2 separate regions of the Gasterosteus aculeatus genome follow, and region 2 is linked to region 1. A link is a contact called in public Hi-C data. All regions are on one chromosome and are shown on one strand. Each heading gives the region's core, a stretch centred on a gene start, on an enhancer-like site or on the middle of the called end of the contact. The rest is flanking DNA. Distances are from core to core; before and after follow the strand shown.

What was found. Hi-C and Micro-C count contacts between places; a contact is called where the count stands out from the background.
Region 2: a contact with region 1 is called in a Hi-C map of skeletal muscle, with 2.1 times the contacts expected there. The contact joins two enhancer-like sites. A contact is called at or near these places in 4 of 6 Hi-C or Micro-C datasets (liver, skeletal muscle and whole body).

Annotation. Positions count from the first base shown.
Region 1 is chr1:4,745,849-4,748,548 of fGasAcu3.hap1.1, forward strand. No RefSeq gene overlaps it. Among protein-coding and RNA genes, the nearest start is that of LOC144411482, 24 kb to the right of the region's middle. Within about 2 kb of position 1,258, at least 1 of the 9 cell types and tissues checked has open chromatin away from gene starts, as enhancers often do.
Region 2 is chr1:4,782,370-4,785,069 of fGasAcu3.hap1.1, forward strand. The region is part of intron 1 of gramd1bb (GRAM domain containing 1Bb); the gene reads left to right. Among protein-coding and RNA genes, the nearest start is that of gramd1bb, 4.7 kb to the left of the region's middle. Within about 2 kb of position 1,337, at least 3 of the 9 cell types and tissues checked have open chromatin away from gene starts, as enhancers often do.

The DNA.
Region 1 (2,700 bases), core at 8-2,507:
AGAACAACACGACATTTTCAACACTCACCTGAGTGACAATCATGTAATTCAGATTTTTGGAAAACCTTTGTGTGAGCCGATCTTGTTGTGCATCACATTGATGGGGAGTGTGTGTACATAAAAAAGTAATACCTGCTTCTTAATAATACCTTAAATACCTTAAAATACCTTAAATACTTTAACAATTACTGGATAGATGGCCAAGATATTTCGTAAAGACTTTAAAAATCCTCAGAGGACAAATTCTGGAGTATCTTCTGTGGCCACCTGATCTGTTCTGGTAGTGTCACCTCGGGTCAAATGTTTCACTTCATCCTGAGAATATCTAAATCATCTCAAACAACTGCAGCACCGAGCGGCTGACGCACAGTTGTGAAGGACGTGGCCAACTATTGGATGGATTACCATGAAACAAATGTCATTCATGTCCCCTTGGGGATGAACTCAATTTAATTTGGGTGTCCACTGACTTTTCCATTCTTTCCACGAAAATATCAACATTTGAATGGAATTGAATGAAAAAACTCTAGAAATGTCTTGTCCATAATGCTTCTGTTTGGGCATTTGGTTCAAATCAATTCTGCACCTGCGCAAAGATGCTGTAAAAGTTCTGTTAGTCAGTAAAACAATAAATTCATTGCCTGATGTTTTTGTGTAAATGCACCCGGGGAGCGCTTCCATTGGAATGAATGTGGCACCATGCAGTTCTGCTCGTATGGGCCGTTGATGGACGTCCATTTTTCCGTACAGCAGTATAACTAAGCACCATCACGCCCAGCGGTCTTACAGCGGCTGAGGATGCGACTTACGCTGCTTCCTTGGTGTCTCTCCATCAACATCCCTTCAACGCGACACTTGAGCCGGCTGCAGCGAGGTCAGCCATATCCTTTGACCCTTTAGCCACTCATTGACATTCACCTCCTCCCCTCTGAAAAGTTGATGTTGACCATGTATTAAACTGCCAAGATGGATCGTCGGCGTCAACCCTCCCCCCCCCCTCGGCTGAAGGGACAGCGTGCGACTTTGTCTCTACGTCAAGGACGCACACAAAAGCGCGACGGCGCCCTCGCCGGCGCCTTCTTTGACCTTGTCGAGGATTCGCCTGCTTCATTTGCATCCCTTCAAAACGCAGCATCCACATGAGGCGGGGGTCTCGTCTTTTGAGGCCAGATCCCCAATTCGTCCCCTTCTCTGTCCCACGCTTCTGTGCACATTGTTCCACATGATTAGCCATGTGTGATGGCGCTGTCACAAAGCCCTCGTCGCTGGCCGCGCCCACGGACACACAGACGCACCTGTCGGTCACGTGCACGTGGACGTCGCTTGGTAACAGCTCGGACCGTCAAGCAAGTGACTCAGAGTCTTTGAGATAATGTGTTACTCACACAATTTGTTGGGCCTATTTAGGGCACATCTTGTTGCGAGGCATCGAATAGCGCGATGTGTCACAATTGTGGATTAACGCAGACACTTGCTCTCTAATTATCCCCCAACACAAGAGTGATGCAATGTGGCGTCGCGCTGATAAGACGTGTTTCGCTCTGAGCGAGTTTCTCGGTCTAATTAATAACAAATGGTATTTTACTCTCGGCCTCCATCTGTAATCGAAATACTTTTGAGATCGGAGATTGCCACACAAGTCCCTGATAAGTGAATCCACTTATATAGTTGCACCCCCTGGTGTTGATTCGTTATCTGCGGCGCTGATGGGACGAGAGGAATCAGAAGTCACACATCGTACATTGTCAGCTAAGATTAGTGCACCAGAAATGTCCTTTTGGACCTTGAGTTTCCAGCCTTCAGCTGTGTTTGTGTCATCGTTTTTATAACCTGAGTTTGTGAGGCTAGGATAATATTTCCTTTTTCTTCAAAAATGATCTCGTCATCAGATCTCACATCCTGGATCCCCAAACCGTGTCCTGATTTCATTGTGAACACGGTCTGTCAAGGAGAAGTTGTCCATTCATGCAGTCACGGTGCACAGTCGTCTAATGGCTCAAATTGCCATTGTCATGGTGTCTGTGCTTGTAGCGCCCTCTGCTGGAGCCTCACATGTGCTCCAAGTGCAGGAAAACAAGTGTGCTGTTGCTCTCTCGGGCTCCTGCTTGAAACACGGTTGAATCCGCACATTTCATTCCTCTCTGAGCTGATCACCGTTAATAAAAGCACAGTATTGTCCGCTCACCACCGATGGCATGAGTTGTCTTCCCCGTTGTCGACCCTCAGCAGCACTGTGGACTTTGTGTGTCGTTGCACTGATTATCTCTGGGTAATGAATACTGTGATGTGACCCACATCTGCAGCATATTCATTCTCTAACAACTACACTAATTATAGAGCTGCATGAATTTAGATAGGGAGGTTAATAGCGCGCTATTTTTCGACACTCGGTCGCCAGCGCTTTTCCACTTTCAAAACTTGAGTTGTCTTTGCAAGTAGACTGAAGAGAAATGATCCATATGTGGAGACTAAATTGTAAACTACCTGATACCGTTCTGCCTGAGAAGCCCAATTATGAACAATGCACCCATGAAACCCCCCACTAAATGTGAGCATCCATCCCATGTTCTGACTATCTGACCTTTGTAGCTAACTAACTATGGAGTGTGATGTGTTTCATGACGAGCTGCCGGTTCAGGATAAATCAACTTTTTCGGTGCTGGGAGAAGAAAACGCTGCAGGGTCGCTTCACAGGATACA
Region 2 (2,700 bases), core at 87-2,586, 37 kb after region 1:
TCTGGGGAGCGGCGGGTTTGGTTTTGCGCTCCACATTGTGGCACAGCATTAGCATCAATGTCTCCTTTCTTTCTCTTTCCAAACGTCTCTTGTCGGTAAATAGAAGTTTGAATTAAACGACGCCTTGGTTGCCTTAGTGACTACTTTTCCTTTTCCACTGGGGAGTGATCTCTATTTCCCCCCTGCTCCTCCCTCCAGCATTTTCTCCGCATGGTTTCTAAATACGCTCATCCGCCACGGGCTGATTCTGTGTTCATTACACTTTAGTTTAGCACAGCTCAGTTGGTAAATGATCCATCTTTTGGGGAAAGATTCCGTAGACTTGGCCTCTCCTTTATCCTTTATTTGACTTTATTTACATGACGGTTGTTATACTTACTTACATACTACAGGTCTTTCACTGCTCCATGTTTCTTGCCCCCTTTCACTGATGACGGCGCTTTATGCGGCGGGTATTACGGTGAGTGTTCGTTTAATCGGCATCAGCATGCCTGCGTAATCTACCCACGGCCTTTGACACTGTGCTGACAGCGACTCGGCGCTAAGAATAGAGACTCGGGCAACAATGCCGCGGTAATCTAACCGCGCTCAATGGCTCGTGAAAGTCCGGCAATCGCATGACCGCCGAGTCGCCGTCACGGCCACGGAAAACTCCGACCCCGGCCTCAGCTGCAAAAGCAAAGCCTCACCGTGGTAGGTCCATCTGTCCGAGGCGACGTGCGCGAGGCGGCTAGACCGTCAGGGTCCCTCCCTGCTGTGCACTCTTTCTCTTCCATATTTTTACACCGCACAGGTGCAACAACACGCTCTCCAGCTGGAGGCCGACTAATCTCAAAAACATCCACACGCAAAGACCAAGGTGGCATGAAAGAACACTCTCTCTCACTAAATCCCTCATGCCTCATCTGCTCACGCCGGTCGTGCCCAGCGATGCCAGAGAGCCACCCGAGGCTGGTAGAGAGTGTGAAACTGTAACAGGAAACGTTGTCCAGCCGTAATTAATGCATGATGTTTCCCCACCTCCGTACTCAGCCTGCGGGTCAGAGTGTGTGTGTGTGTGTGTGTGTGTGTGTGAATATTACAATATGCAGGTATGTCAAGCAGTAAATCATTAACTTATTGGAAGATCTGTTTCTTCACTGAGTGCAATAAAGAAAGCGAATCACCTTTCATTAGCTGGGATTTTAAAAGGTTTTATTCCAACAAGAATAGAGAATCTGTGCAGTGAAGTGACCCGATCTCTTGAGCCTTTTTAGCTCGTACCTTTTAAACAGTCCAATTGCCTGATGTCAAATATTTGCTTATGAAACTGCTGGCGGGATCCCAAAGGAGCCCTTGATGTTTGACTGGCTATCTCCACTTCACTGATAGCAATGTTTGCATTCACGCTGTTATCTATTGTGCCTAGAAAGGGGTAGAAAATGAAAACATCTGCCTATCAAAGCTTCCTCTTCTCCTGGTTCAAGCCATTTATCGGACCACTATGTGGTTATTGCTGGGACGAATAATTAAAAGGCTGATCACCAAATACCCTTTTCAATAAACCGTTCAATGGAGAAATCAATCTCCATGCAACTTCTAGAAGTAGCTTAGCCGTCTCAGTCAGGCTTCTCTCAGGACCGTGGTATCTGTTCTGCATCCATATCTGGTTTTTGATCGTTGCATTAAGGTCAGTGTGCAGACTTACTTATGCTGAAGTACTGTTCTGCATTTGTTTTCTAGCCAAAGCATCAACTGCCTCACCAGAAGACGTACCTGTCCATAACCAGAGTTTTGATTTTGTAGTATATAGTATGACACTTCTTGTAAACGCAGTCATTGAAACTTAGTTTGGACATATTGTATTTAGGCTCTTTAAAAGTATTTTTAAAAGACTTTGAGGTGGAAGATATTGTTTTTTTTGTATCTCTTAAGCTGCTCGGCTGAAGCTTTAAAACCCTCTCCCAGAAAGCTCCTTTTGTCTTGGCCTTCCAGTGTCTTCGTCATTTCGCCCTTCTACTAAATCTCTTGGATAAACTGTAAGAGAAGTTCCTTTCTCACTTCTGCCATTTAAGAAAAGGCCTTTTCGTGCTTCCACTCGCTCCAGGCTAGATTACTGCACGGTCGAGTTCCCCTCTGAGGAGGCAATGCTTGTTCAGCTCCCGAAACAGTTACACACCAGGGCTGTCAAAATTGCTCGAAGGGACGTTCAAATATTCGCTTAAAAAATAATATATTTGAATATCTGGTTGCGCATTAGGCACGTCAATAACAGGACAAATGTATACAACGAGACGTAACTACTTGTATTGGTAATTTATTTAAGTTTAAACATGTTTAAGAACATATTACCTGCACAAAAATAAGTAAATGAACTAACGACACACCCATGCTCGCTCTCTCTCTCTCTCTCTCTCTCTCTCGCACCGTCGCTCTCGGCGCAAAGCGGTTTAAAATGAACAATAAACAAATGCTGAGTGCTGATCGAGAGTTTTGTGCAAGCAATGTAAGGTCGTGATTCTTGTCCCACATACATCAGGCTGCATTCAGTGATTGAAACTGAAAGTTTTACAGTACCGACATTGAACGCTCCGAGCGAGCTGTGCTGTAAAGACGGAACTTTTCCTTTGCATGAAACGGCAAATAATCAAACCATGAAGCTGTTGTAGCCGATGTATTTACTTCATGCAATAAACAGTCAGTAGTCAGGTGCTATTGTTT